Regions from separate parts of the Sus scrofa genome. Here region 1 is linked to region 2. Evidence: chromatin contacts called from public HiChIP or PLAC-seq data. All regions are on one chromosome and are shown on one strand. The core of a region is the stretch at or near the end of the contact, and the rest is flanking DNA. Distances in the headings are between cores, read along the strand shown.

Evidence for each region. HiChIP or PLAC-seq counts read pairs in DNA pulled down with a chosen protein or histone mark.
Region 1: a contact with region 2 is called in an H3K27ac HiChIP or PLAC-seq map of skeletal muscle. The contact joins two enhancer-like sites. A contact is called at or near these places in 2 of 47 Hi-C or Micro-C datasets (heart right ventricle and liver) and 1 of 2 datasets of contacts at active chromatin or transcription factors (skeletal muscle).

What each region holds. Positions count from the first base shown.
Region 1 is chr1:267,676,457-267,683,275 of Sscrofa11.1, reverse strand. The region is part of intron 8 of RALGPS1 (ras-specific guanine nucleotide-releasing factor RalGPS1); the gene reads right to left. Among named protein-coding and RNA genes, the nearest start is that of ANGPTL2, 20 kb to the right of the region's middle. Within about 2 kb of position 3,850, at least 3 of the 83 cell types and tissues checked have an H3K27ac peak or open chromatin away from gene starts, as enhancers often do. A contact at or near this core is called in skeletal muscle, where this site is marked.
Region 2 is chr1:267,545,582-267,552,153 of Sscrofa11.1, reverse strand. The region is part of intron 4 of RALGPS1 (ras-specific guanine nucleotide-releasing factor RalGPS1); the gene reads right to left. Among named protein-coding and RNA genes, the nearest start is that of ANGPTL2, 110 kb to the left of the region's middle. Within about 2 kb of position 1,418, at least 27 of the 83 cell types and tissues checked have an H3K27ac peak or open chromatin away from gene starts, as enhancers often do. A contact at or near this core is called in skeletal muscle, where this site is marked.

The sequences.
Region 1 (6,819 bases), core at 2,601-5,100, 130 kb before region 2:
CTTCCAGAAGCCTCCACTATACTCTGAATCCAAGCCTAAGGCGTCACCTGGGCTACAGGACCTAGCCCAGTCCACCCTCTCACTTCTCCTCCCTCCACTCTCCTGCTTGTCCCCTCGTCTTGGCCACGCTCACCTTTCATTCCTCGGCCAGGCCAAGCTCCTTCCCGTCCCCCAGCCTTTGCACATGTTGTTCCTTTGCACGGCTGCCCCCTTCCAGTCTTTGGGCCTTGTTCACATAACCCTCTCTCCCAGAAGCCTTCCCTGCGCACCCTGTTTAAACCAGCCTCCTTTCCACCTCTGCCCACCCCCCCCTTTCCCTTTCCCATTAACTGGTTTCTTCAGTCTTAGAAATTCTCCTTCATTGTCTGCCTCCTGGAAGGGACACACACTCCAAAAGGCCCAGGGCTGTGTCTGCTCTGTTCATCGCTGTGTCCTCAGCGCCTGGCACTGTAGGCATGTGTGGAACAGCTGAGTGGATGTCCCCCACAGGAGTGGCAGCCTGGCCCTTGGCTGTGCTCTGTGGCACTTTATCACCTGGCCCCGAGTCTCACAGCTCGGCACGGCTTGAGCCCCTGATCCCAACACGAGTGTAGTGAAAAAGAGCTCCTCCGGCCTCTGCTGAGAGCCCGCAGTGTCCTGAGCTCAGGCTGCTCCCTGGGGGCCAGGCCGGATTCAAGCACCATCCTGGTGGCACCAGGGGTGAGATCACGCCCGGAAGTCCACGTGCCGGGTCCGGTCTCTGCTCTACCACCTCACAGAGCCGTGTGTCCTCAGGCAAGCTGCGTTACCTGTCTAAACCTCACTTTCCTCAGCTCTGAAAGGAGGAAGGTGGAGGTTCTTCCCACACGGAGTATGATAAGATCATTCGCATTAACCTTTAGCACGGTGCCTGGCACCCAATAAATGCCCAGCCGGTCTTGTCTCCATTACCACTCGCCATGATCGATCATCCCTCAGGGCTTTTTCCGGGGACCCGAGTGCAAACGCCCTCCGAGGATCTGCTCATGCAAAGCCCATCCAGAGACCCCGCCCCCGCCAGGCACTGGCTCATCAGTTTGGATCTCAGTTATAGATAAATTTGTAGACAGCAGCTCCCGGTGGGTTCATTGAGAAGGAGGAAATCATGGGTTTAAAGGGAAGTGATTAATATCTGTATCCATGGAGATGAGCACAACATGGCCCTGGACTCAAGGAACTCGCAGTCCAGGCGAGGAGAGCAGATCTGCAGGCCAGCCAGTCCTCGGGGGCGGGGTGGGGGTGCGGGTGGAGGAGGCGAGGTCAGCCCTGCAGGGCACGGCCCCTGCACACACGTGGACGGTGACATTAAGCAGCCCAGACGCTACTCAGAACCTCATGTCAATTCAAGGCGGATTTTACCGCCACGTGAACTTGTTCCAAATTTCTTTAAAAAAAAAAAAAAAGCTTGCTGGTTTTTTGGTTTTAGTATTTTTTAGTGATTTTGGGTTCTGAGTTTGTGGAGAAAGGTGTATTGACTCACATTTGGGGCCGAGTCATCAGCAGGTACGGTGTGGGGGCTCACGACACTAGCAGGGGCTCACAGAAATATCCTAGCTACTTTTAAAACAAGAGTGGAAAGTGAGGAGTTCCTGTCGCGGTGCAGTGGAAAAAAATCCGACTAGGAACCATGAGGTTGAGGGTTCGATCCCTGGCCCCGCTCCGTGGGTTAAGGATCCGGTGTTGCCGTGAGCTGTGGTGTAGGTCACAGACCCGGCTCAGATCTGGCATGGTTGTGGCTGTGGCGTAGGCTGGTGGCTACCCAGCTGCAATTGGACCCCTTCGCCTGGGAAGCTCCATGTGCTGTGGGTGTGGCCCTAAAAAGCAAAAAATATAAAAATAAAAAATGGAAAGTGAAATTTTTGGTCAGAAAATGCTTTAATGTATAATGTTAATATATTTGTCTTTACAGAGATATAGTCCCAGAAGATGGTTTTTAATATTTTTAATGGAGGAAGGAGCTTACAAAGACCAAGTGCCCGGGGTGGGAGCAAGTCATGGGCCTGCTGCAGCGCTGCCCTCGCAGAGACAGTGGAGGACCTGCAGGGCCAAGGCCAGTGAAAGAATAGGCATGATGCCCGATACGTAGTAAACACTTAATAAACGATGACGATAATAACAACCATAAGGTTTGCAGTCTCCTTTTTCCCTCCTATAAAATGGAGTCACTCCTGCCCTCCCACGCCCAGGCTTCCTGAGAGACTCGAGGGAGATGACAGAAGCGGAAGCGCTCTGGGAACCGGCCCTGCTGTGCAGAGGAGAGGGGCTGATACTGGGACCACCACCATCGTGCCCCTGCCCAGGAATGCCAGCCCACATCCCTCTGCTGCCCCACCCACACCTGGCAGGACGGGGCTGGAAGGCCCATCACGTGCTGCCTTCCTTCCTGCACCTGCCTGGCAGAGGGCAAAGCGGAGTGGAGGGGGAGGGCAAGGCTGGGGCGGGGGCACCTGGGCGCCAGATCAGAGGAGGAGGGAGTTACTCAGGACCCCCAGAGCCAGCTTGGGGCGGGGCTGGGCAGCCTGTCGCGCTTTAGACACAGCCTGGCCATGTCAGGGCACCTGTCTTTCTCTTCTTGGCCTCCTCCCACCTCCTGCTAGCCAGACTCCCAAATGACACTCCTTGATGTCCTCACCCGGAGACCCTGAGAAAGAAACCCTGGCTGTGCCACAGACCTTCAGAAGGCTAGTGTTCCCATGGAGTCATTCGACAGACATCTGGCACGTGTTTCTGTGCTCTAGGCCTCAAGTAAGATGCTCAGGACAGAGCCCGGACCAAGGCGGCCCCAGGCTCAGCCCATGACACCAGCCCAGCTCCCTGCCGGTACCAGCACCTCTGCTTGGTGATGCCACCTGGGCCTCATGCCAGGAGGCCCCCTCTAACAGTCTCTTGCCAGAGGCCCTCTTTTATCTGCTCGGCTGCCTCTCTGGGCCCCGGGACAGACAAGCAAGGTCAGCACAGCTTGGCTGATCCTCAGGACGAGAATGTCCACAGGGCCACTCGGGACGGGGGTTGGGGTCCGTCCCCACTGACCACAAAGCTGCCTCCAGTCCCTCACATCCCGTTTGGGACAAAGGTCCTGTCTGACACAGACAACATGTTCCAGAAGCAGCTGTCTAAAATTTTTTTAAACGGATAGGGATGATTTTAAACAGCTTTGGAAATTTTCTGTCAAGGTTTTGTTATGAAGCTACAAAGAAAGCCAGCAAACTAAAATTAAATCTCTCTTCTCCCTGCCCCCTGGTCTCCCCTCTTGGGGATGAGCCCTCACGTCAGCTGCTGCGTGAGAGGGCGGCGATGAACATTCTTTAAAATACTGGGATGAAGACAAAATGAAAACCAGTCAACTAAAGTCTCAGTTAAATTGGCTTTGGGCAAACTGACCTGGAGCCCACACTCGGTGTTCAGATGGGGCTTATTTAATAAGTACCTGCTGACTGAAAATGTATTTGACTGTCAGGTGGTGTCCAGGCTTGAGGTGAGGTGCTGCCCTGACTCCGTCCCCCCACAGTCAGCCTGGGAAGCTGGGGATGAAATGGGACATACACAAGCTGACAACTGGCTCCCCCAAGCTGCTTTGCAACTGAGCGAGCACCCTGTGGATACACCCGTTTGGCAAGAACTACCAGACACAGTGTCCTCGAAGGGCTTTCCGTGTGCCTGGACATCCTCTGTGACGCTGGGCAGTACGGGGTAACCAGTAGCACTGCCTTACAATCTCCCCATAAATGAAATCTCCTAACTTCTCACTAGGAAACATGTGGCCCCTGCCAGGCACGAGGCAGCGAGTCATAGGACCTGACTACAACACCTCCAGGAGAGGAGGGGACCAGCTGTCACTCTCGGCTCGGAGGCAGCTGTTTCGTTAAGTGTGGATGGGTGGAGGCTTTTGGAAGCTCCACAGCCTTCCTGAGGCTCTGACACTCTCCCAGGTCCTGCCAAGATCAGCTGACCGGGAGAAGGAGGGCCCTGCCTTTTTGCACCCGTGGGTCAACCTCACTGCAGCCTTGGCCCCTAAGAACTGCCACCCTTCCTCGAATCGAGAAGTCATCAACCGTTGAATGGGTCTACCATTAAACGTTCTAGTAAAAAAGAAGTGCTGCCAACTTAGCTCTGATTTGCTCTTAACTTCAAGATGCATCCTGACTTCAGAGATCTTAAAACAAGAAAAAGAGTGTTAAAAAGTTAGAAGCGAAGAAATAGTTTGTTTCCAGGACAACACACAAGAGTTCCCATCTTTAATGTAAATCTTTGTCACAGTCCCATTACTTCCTAGCAGTGTGGCCTGATGCAAGGGACTGCACGTTGCTAATAAGCTCCCTCTTCTTGCTCGTAGAATGAAATAGTAATACTTCTCTCATAGGGTCCTGGGAGGAGAGGGAAAAAAGATACCTATAAAATGTTAAGCCTGATGCCCAGCACATCCCAGGTAGCTACCTTAAGGTGTTCTAACAAGACTTGCGAGGATCACACGTTTCTTTCATCTGCCAGTGGGTACACTGAGCTGAACCGACCTATGAATTATTGGGGTGATATTTCCCAACAGACTAGGACCAAGAACACGGAGGGCAGAGAGCTGAAATAAGAATGACCAACCGCTGGCTAGGTTTATGGTAGGGCACCAAATAAAAGTAGGAGTACAGAAGGTTTGGGAGAGAAGATAAATTCAACTGGGACGTGGGGAGATCCAGTTCCTGAAAAGGAGGGGTGTATCGTATTGAAACAACCCTCTGGTTAGTAATAATGATAAAAGTTGGACAACATACAAAAGACAACTGCTTGAAAGCACTTGACAGCAACCCAAATCAATAGAAGCTGGAGGAGATGTGATTCCTGAATGATGGGGCAATCGCCAAGGTACTTCCCTATCCATGGTGATACACAGAATGATAAAACAGAATGCAGCAGTGCTACCGGCTGGGAAGGAGAGAAAGAGGTTGGACCTTGAGGATGCAAATGGAAGGGGAAAATGCTAGAAAGGAGACAGCCGAAGAAGGAAGGAGGAGCTCCCAAATTACTACACAAATTCCCCATGAATCCTTAGTTAAGCCCTAAATTGCATATGGGGAGAGAAAGAGACTCTTAGGAGCCCAAAGGAAAGCAGTAGCTGAGAGGCAGAAAGTTCAGCAGCTGCCTGGAAGATGCAGTTTGGAGTTCAAGTCCTGCCAAGTTAAAGGGACTTAGCAAACATCTCAGGCTCTCAATTTAATCCCAGAAAGGCCATCCATGCCTTACAAGTAAACCCAGGATTAAGGGTTCTACTTGGGATTATGGACAAAACCAAAATAAACCTACCTGAACAAAAACCTAAAAACCAAGCCTCTACAAGATGAAGGGAATATGCCAGTAATTCAGCTGCCCGCCAGACCAAAACACAACACTCTTGAGAGGAAGACAATAAAATACTGAGTCTTTCTGATGTATCATCCAAAGCGTTTAGGGTACAATTTAAAAAAAAATAATAATTATAGGCATGTGAAGAAGCAAGGAAACGTGGCTCCTGAGCAAGAGAAATAATGAAATCAGACCCACCAATGACCTAAATAAATGTTGGAATTAGTAAACTAGGGCTTTAAAATGGCTATTATAAATATGTACAGGGCTTTCTTTTTAGGAAACGACGGAGAGAAGGAATGAGTGGATAGAGAATCTCAGGGGAGAGATGGGATTCATAAAAATAAACCAAGTGGCAACTCTAAGACAAAAAAAAAAAAAAAATACAGCACCTGACATAAAACATAACTTGGATAAAGTTAACAGCAGGTTAGATACTATCAAGGATCAGAAACTTGCAGCCAGCTAAGAGAAATGATCCAAACTGAAGCACAGTGATTTTTTTTAAAAAAGATATACATATATACATACATGCATACATAAGTGGAGTTTCAGTCACCTGTGGGACTACACTAAGTGTGTAAGTGGAGTTCTAGAAGGGGGTGGGGGAGAGAATTGTGCAGAAGAAATACTGAAAGGGACAATGGCCCCCGATGCTCCCCCACACATTCCCAGATTTAGTGAAAAACATCAACCCACAAATCTAAAAATGAATGAATCCCAAACAGAATAAACACAAAGAAAACTACACCTAGTCACATTGTAGTCCAATTGCTAACAATCAAACCTAAAGAAAAATCTTAAAAGAAGGCAGAGGGGAGAACCACACCACATACACAGGAACCATAGCAAGGAAGAGAGCCAACCGTGTGTCAGAAACAGTGAAAGCCAGCTGACAATGGAAAGGCGTTTTAAACGTGCTGAAAAGGAAACATCAGTTTGGGATCTGGGAAGCCTGAAATGCTGATAAGACGGACGTTTTGAGATACAGCAGAGCCCCCCTTCCAAGTACTCCTGTCCACGTAACACACATTACTGGTGTCCTCCCACCCCAACCCTCCCCCGACACACTCAGTTATCTCGGCCAAACATCCCAATATTCCGAGAGAAAAAAAACAAAAAAAACTGTGACTGGGAGTTCCCACTATGGCATAGTCGGTTAAGAACCTGACATGTATCCATAAGGATTGGGGTTTGATCCCTGGCCTCGCTCAGCTTGCACTGCCACAAGCTTCAGCGTGGGGTCACAGATACAGCTTGGATCTGGCATTGCTCTGGCCAGCAGCTGCAGCTCCAATTCAACCCCTAGCCTAGGAACTTCCATATGCCACAACTGTGGCCCACGATTGCAAAAAAAAAAAAAAAATGTTTTAATAAAATCTTTTTAAAAAGAGAAAGTTAGCCAATTTAGCAGCAGAGCTGGGATTTGAGCCCAGGTTCCTTAGTCTCTGTGCTCTTTACCTTCCCGTC
Region 2 (6,572 bases), core at 169-2,668:
CCTCCTGGCCTCCCTCCCCTGGACGAAACGCTGCCGACCACGCGGCCTGACTTCCAGGACACCGGGCTGCCTGGGCCTCCTGCATCCAGGGCCACTGCCTCTGCCTCCTTCCCTGCTACCTGCTCTTCCTTCTGCTCCCCAATGGCACAGCGCACCCCTCTTCTCCTGGGTCTTCTTGGTTCAGCTCTCATGGCAGCCCCCTGACGGGTCTAAGGCCGGGCCCCTTCTCTCCATTGCCACCGCCCTTGCCTCCCACAGGCTGCTGCGCACCCCCCAGCCAGTCTGCTGCCTGCAATTGGCAATTCAAACCAACATTCTAAAGTACAAATCCATCCAGGACACTCCCCTTTTGCAACCTCTCCGTGAATCCCCAAGGCTAACAAGCTAGAGCTCTGCCTCCTGCCCACCCCACCCACCACCTTCTCCTTGATGCCCCAGATACTCTGGTCCACTGTGTGTTTACAAGTCTGCCTGTCGCTCTCTCGGAATTGTGTCCACGTCCCCCACCCCCGCCCCTGTCTCCGCAACAGGCAGCACCACAGACTGATGAATGAGCGAATGAGCGAAGGTCAGTCTCACTACCGGGCTATCTGGCAGCCGGGCTGCGGCAGTGTCGGCAGAGGCAGCAAGAAGATGGAAAAAACACAGGCACGTGGAGAATCTTTCCACCTCCTGAATGCAGTACCACTGCAGTTTATGTCCATCACACTTGGGCCTGCTGGACACCCATCCACATGCCTCTGTGACCCTGCTCACCCTCGGCTGCCAGTTGGCAAGAGAATGACCCACTGGCCTCTGGTGAGCCTTGGCATACCCACATCCCCAGCAACGATGCCCTGAGGAGCACAGACCCAGGAGAACAGCAGGCTCGACTTCTCTTCTCCCCAGATGCCACAACCACAGGTCACGTTAAACTTGACAAAATACATTATCCGCCTCTTCGGTGAGTCATGCACTCTGCCTGACATGCCCGTCCCCATTCCCATTCTGTTTCCCAAGTCGCATATCAGATACAATCCCTTACGGCCTTCAAGGCTCAGCGCCAGAGTCCCAACTCCAAGGGCAGAGCGAGTCTACCCCCGCCTGCACTCGAGGGCGCCATGGTGTAACCTAGACCTCAGTCTCCCCCATCCCGGGGACCAGATGTGACTCAGGTCGGAAGGGTGCCAAGCACAGTGCTCTTAGCCAACCCGCTACTCCTCCGGGCCTCTGCTCCCTCGCAGGCATCACTGCGTGTTCTCTGGAGCATGGTGCTCATGTGAGCAACGCACAGGACCTGCTCAAACCAGGTACGGGTGAGAAATCGCAGCCACATGCTCCCGGGAACTTGCCACACGCAGGCACTGTGCGGGGGTCTCACACACCCACTGTTGGGTAAAAACCATGGTTTCCCTCCTTTTACACACGCGAACATTGAAGCGTAAAGAGAATGAGTAATTTGTCCAAAGTCCAAGCCAGGAAGGGTGAAGCTGGGACTCCTTCCCAGCCTTGCCAGACTGAGTCCGTGCTCGGTGGGCCCGGCAGCCGGGCTTGGATAGAACCGGGCTGAGGAAAGCACAGAGCGTGCGCGTTTTCAGCACATTCTAAGAACAGCAGTTCCCCCGCGATGCTGCTCCACATTAAAACTAATGACAAAAACAGCTCTGACATTCCAACCGGGCTCTGAGAAACTGCTGGGCCTTCCATTCCACAGCCCCGGGGGGTGGGCAGGGTGACATGCAGATTGTAGGGAAGGCTCGGGGGGACAAAATGCCACCCTGAAGATGTACCCTCTTACAGGCTGCTGCCACCAGGACCCCTCGGAAAGGCCTCCTCCGCAACACAGCCCTCTCCCCGAGCCCTGGCAGCCAGGACTCCCCCCAGGCCTGCAACCCAATCCCCCGCGGTGGTGATGGGGTTCTAGGCCACAGCGGGTACGTCAAACACAGCTGTGAGCTATTACGCTACGACGTTGTATCTGTCGTAACGGGCCAACTTTTGATAAAATTGGTCACTTGTTGGAGTCACCAGGGAACAGGGCCATGACGGTTCCATGTTTGCAAACTTCCATTTTCCTTGCTCTCTGCCAATCCTGAACTCACTGTCTGCCTGGCTTCCTCTAAGTCTTGGGCCAATGCTCTTGCGGTCCCCCCTGCAGAAACTCGCTGAAGCCACATTCTACCCTCGGTTATCAACAGCGTTTGGAAATCTGAATCTTCAAAGACTGAGCTCACCAGGCAAAAGCCTTGCTCTGGGGGAAGTGGTTATACCGCAAAGCAGGCACCCCAGCAATCACGTTCCCCCTCCTTGGCTGTGTGTCTGAACGTGGCCAGAGGACGCTCTGCTACAGCACTTCTCCTCTCACTCCCTCCCACTCCACCCATTCAAACATCCACTGTGCATCTAGCACGTTCCAGGCACTGGGATTCCACCAGGATGCAGCCCTCCAGAACCCAGTGAACCGAACCGCCTCTGCCCAGGTGCTGCCAAGGACGATGGGGGGAAGCCAGGGAGGGAGGCCCATCTGGGTGCGGGAGGGGTAGGAGGGAGAGAAGAGAGGAAGAAAAGGGACTAAAGACAAACAGAAGTGCCGAGAAGTGTTCAACTTTAACACGTCACCTGCTGGTTCACTGTACTACTGATGTTATCATTTTAAAACTCCTTTATACATATGATGAGATAATACAAAAAGGTAATTATTCATTGTTGCCAGGAACCAAAAGTGTCAGTGTAAAAGAGAACACGCAAAAACCAAGGGAGTTAAGTTAACAATCCTGGATGCCAGATCTGAACAGGAAAGATCAACACTGCTTTGGTCGTGTTTCCAGCTGATCATGTGCTATCACAAACATCCCTGAAACCTCAGGCTCACAGCAACAACATTTAGTTCATAGGTCAGTCGAGGGACTGCAGTTCAGCCGATCTCTGCTGGGGTCACCTGGGTGGAGTCAAGCTAAGCTGGAATTCAGGCTCTGGGTTGGGGTCAGGTCGTCTTTAACGTCCTCACTTGGGGAGTCAGACTAAATGTGCAGGAGCTACGGGTCCCTCGTGGAGGGGCACGAGTGCCAAGAGGGCTGGGGGGAGCTTCGCGCCCCTCACCAGCTCAGTCCCTTGGCAGCATCATGGGTGCCCAGGTCACAGAACCGAGCCCAAAGTCCATGCACTTCCCCCCACCCACAGGGGAGACATGACAAGGATGAAGGCGAAGGAAGAACTGGGGAAGAAACACCACCACCTACTCCATCATGAACTCATGACTTTTCCTTTTGAAAATTAAGTATTCCCTAGCCCTGGCCACCAAAAAGGCCTAACAGCAAGAGCAATCCGGGCGCAGTGAACATCTTCTCATGCAGACTGTGGTTTCTCAGTATCATTCTCCACTAAAAGAAACCAGGACCTCTGAAGGAATGCCCGATTCCAGGTCTTCAGCAGGAAATTGGTATATCTTGCTGTATCAAAAAGAAAGGAAGTTATCAAAAAATAATGGGATCATGTTCAAAGGCTATAGGAGAGGATATGAAAGGAATCCCATTGTTTAAAAACAGGATAATTTTATGCATCAAAAAGAATAGCAACTGGAGTTCCTGTCATGGCTCAGTGGTTAGCGAATCTGACTAGGAACCATGAGGTTGCAGGTTCGATCCCTGGCCTTGCTCAGTGGGTTGAGGATCCGGTGTTGCTGTGAGCTGTGGTGTAGGTTGCCGACGCATCTTGGACCCCGTGTTGCTGTGGCTCTGGCGTAGGCCGGTGGCTATGGCTCCGATTAGATCCCTAGCCCGGGAACCTCCATGTGCTGCGGGACTGGCCCAAGAAATGGCAAAAAAGACAAGAAAAAAAAGAAAAGAATAGCGACTGTAATGGACTGAAACAGACCCCCAGGCCCACGCTATCCCTGTGGAATCCGAATCTCCAAGGATAAAGCCTAGGTAACTGGATTTTTATGGAGCTCCTCCACTGACTCTGGCACATAGCCAGGACTGAAAAGCACCAGCCCACAGGTTTCCTGATCTTCTGGGCGTCCAGACCACTCGCTGTGCCCGTCTTGCTCTCAGATGCTGGCCTCTGCTTCCTGGAAAGTCTCGACTACATCAAACTTACAAGTATCCCGTGCTCATGTGCTTCCAGCTCTGGGGTGGTCCAGCCATAATGTGGCAGGCATCACCGAGGGGAAAAATTCCAGTGTTCAGTCTAACGACAATAACAATAGCAAGAAAGCTGGGAGAGCTCCCAGCGTGCTTCTTTTAACCACAGTTTTGACAATGACCATCAGGAACAAACTCTTCTGCTTTTAGCTAGCATATCATAGATCTAAGACCTAAAAGTCTCGGGTTTCTCTAGGTACCTGGAAGCAACCCAGCCTCAACCCTCACTCTGCATCAGAATCACCTGGGAAACCTCTACAAAGTGGGGCTGACAGGGTTCCGAACTCTGACCCAGAGGCTCAGATCCCATGGTTTAGGGTGGAGTCTGGGCACCAGTCTTTCAAAGGCCCAGGTGATTCTGGTGCAGCCCCAACTGAGAACCATGGCTCCAAGCTCCTCTTGAAACAAACTAGCTCCACCTTAACACCTTGTCATGACTTGAAACAAGATATGCCCTGGACGAGGCCCCTCCCACATGCAGTGAGTGCCCTCTGCCCTGTGGGAAGTCTCGGTCTGCCCTTAGCTGTGCCTCTGAAGAATTCCCCACCCTTCCCTCCTGCAATCAGCCGGAGCTGCCATCCCCGCCTCCCTGGGCTCCGAGCGGGCCAGGCTGCCCACCTTGCTCAGGAGAAAGATCCGTACAGCTAAACTGGGCTAAACTGCTCCAGACCAAAGCTAAGCGGAGAACAGGAGCAGAACTAGGTTCTGCCGAGAACTAGGCAACCATCACACAAATACTCCCCCAGCAGGCTCCAAGAGGTAGTGCGTTGGTTGAGGCTTTTTTTGTTGTTGTTTGGTTGGTTGGTTTTGGTTTTGTTTTTTTAATTAGAAAGAACAAGTAATGCCACATTAGAAGAAAACAGAAAAAAACTGGAAGTCATCCAGTGCGAAAAAGCTAGCACAGCTCTGCCCCTCAAAGCTAATGAACACAATACACGCGACTGCCACATCTTCACGTGGAGTGCTGAGCAAAGCTAGCACTACTAGTTTTCCCCTGATGACGCCTGCTCTCAGAAGGCCTGGATCCTTTGAATGGATTTCAAGAAAATACACTGTTTTTTCAACATCTTAACAGCCACCACACTGTAAGAAGAATGCATCACGCTAAGGGTGTTCTGGAATTCACATCATGAATTTCATGGACCCCCCCCCCGCCCACACCCCTCTTCTCTGAAGTCTGCACCCCACTCACAAGGCTGGACCGCCTTTGCTGTGCTCACTCGTCTTGGCCACATAGTCCTGGCCTGAGTTCTGAACCAGCGCAGGACACGGGACTCAGTGGGGATGGACTTGCTTGCTGGTCCCAGTCTGGAAGGTAGCTTCCTGGGCGTCACATAAATGTGGGCCCTTCAGGGAGGCTGGGTTGGACCACAGAGGTAGACAGAACAGAGGCAGGGGAGAGAGGAGAGGGAAGAGCAGAGGCAAGGAGAGGGGCAGAGGAACAGCCTGCATTCTGCGTGGTTCTTCGGGATGCCCCAACTCCGTGCCCACAGATTCTAAAAGGGCCCTTTTTACCATGAGATACCACCTCACACCAGTCAGAATGGCCATCATTCATAAGTCCACACATAACAAATGCTGGAGAGGGTGTGGAGAAAAGGGAATCCTCCTGCACTGTTGGTGGGAATGTAAGCTGGTACAACCACTATGGAGAACAGTATGGAGGTACCTTAGAAAACCAAACATAGAACTACCATATGACCCAGCAATCCCACTCTTGGGCATATATCTGGACAAAACTTTCCTTGAAAAAGACACATGCACCCTCATGTTCACTGCAGCACTATTTACAATAGCCAAGACATGGAAACAACCTAAACGTCCAGCGACAGATGATTGGATTAAGACAATGTGATATACACACACAATGGAATACTACTCAGCCGTTAAAAACGAACAAAATAATGCCATTCGCAGCAACATGGATGGAACTAGAGAATCTCACACTAAGTGAAGTCCAAAGGAGAAAGACAAATACCATATGATCTTATTTATACCTGGAATCTAATATATGGCACAAATGAACCTTCCCACAGAAAAGAAACTCATGGACTTGGAGAACAGACTGGTGGTTGCCAAGCGGGAGGGGGAGGGAGAGGGATGGACTGGGAACTTGGGGTTGATAGATGCAGACTATTGCCTTTGGAGTGGATAAGCAATGAGATCCTGCTGTGTAGCACTGGGAACTATGTCTAGTCACTTATGATGGAGCAGGATAATGTGCGAAAAAAGAATGTGTACATGTATGTGTGACTGGGTCACCCTGCTGTACAGTAGAAAATTGACAGAACACTGTAAACCAGCTATAATGGGAAAAAATAAAAATCATTACATTAAAAAATAAGTAAATAAGTAAAAGGGCCCTTTTAGCCTTGTAACAAATTCTTCTTCTGCCTATTCAGCTACTTGAAATGGCTTTCTATTACTTGCTAACAACAACAACAATAAAAA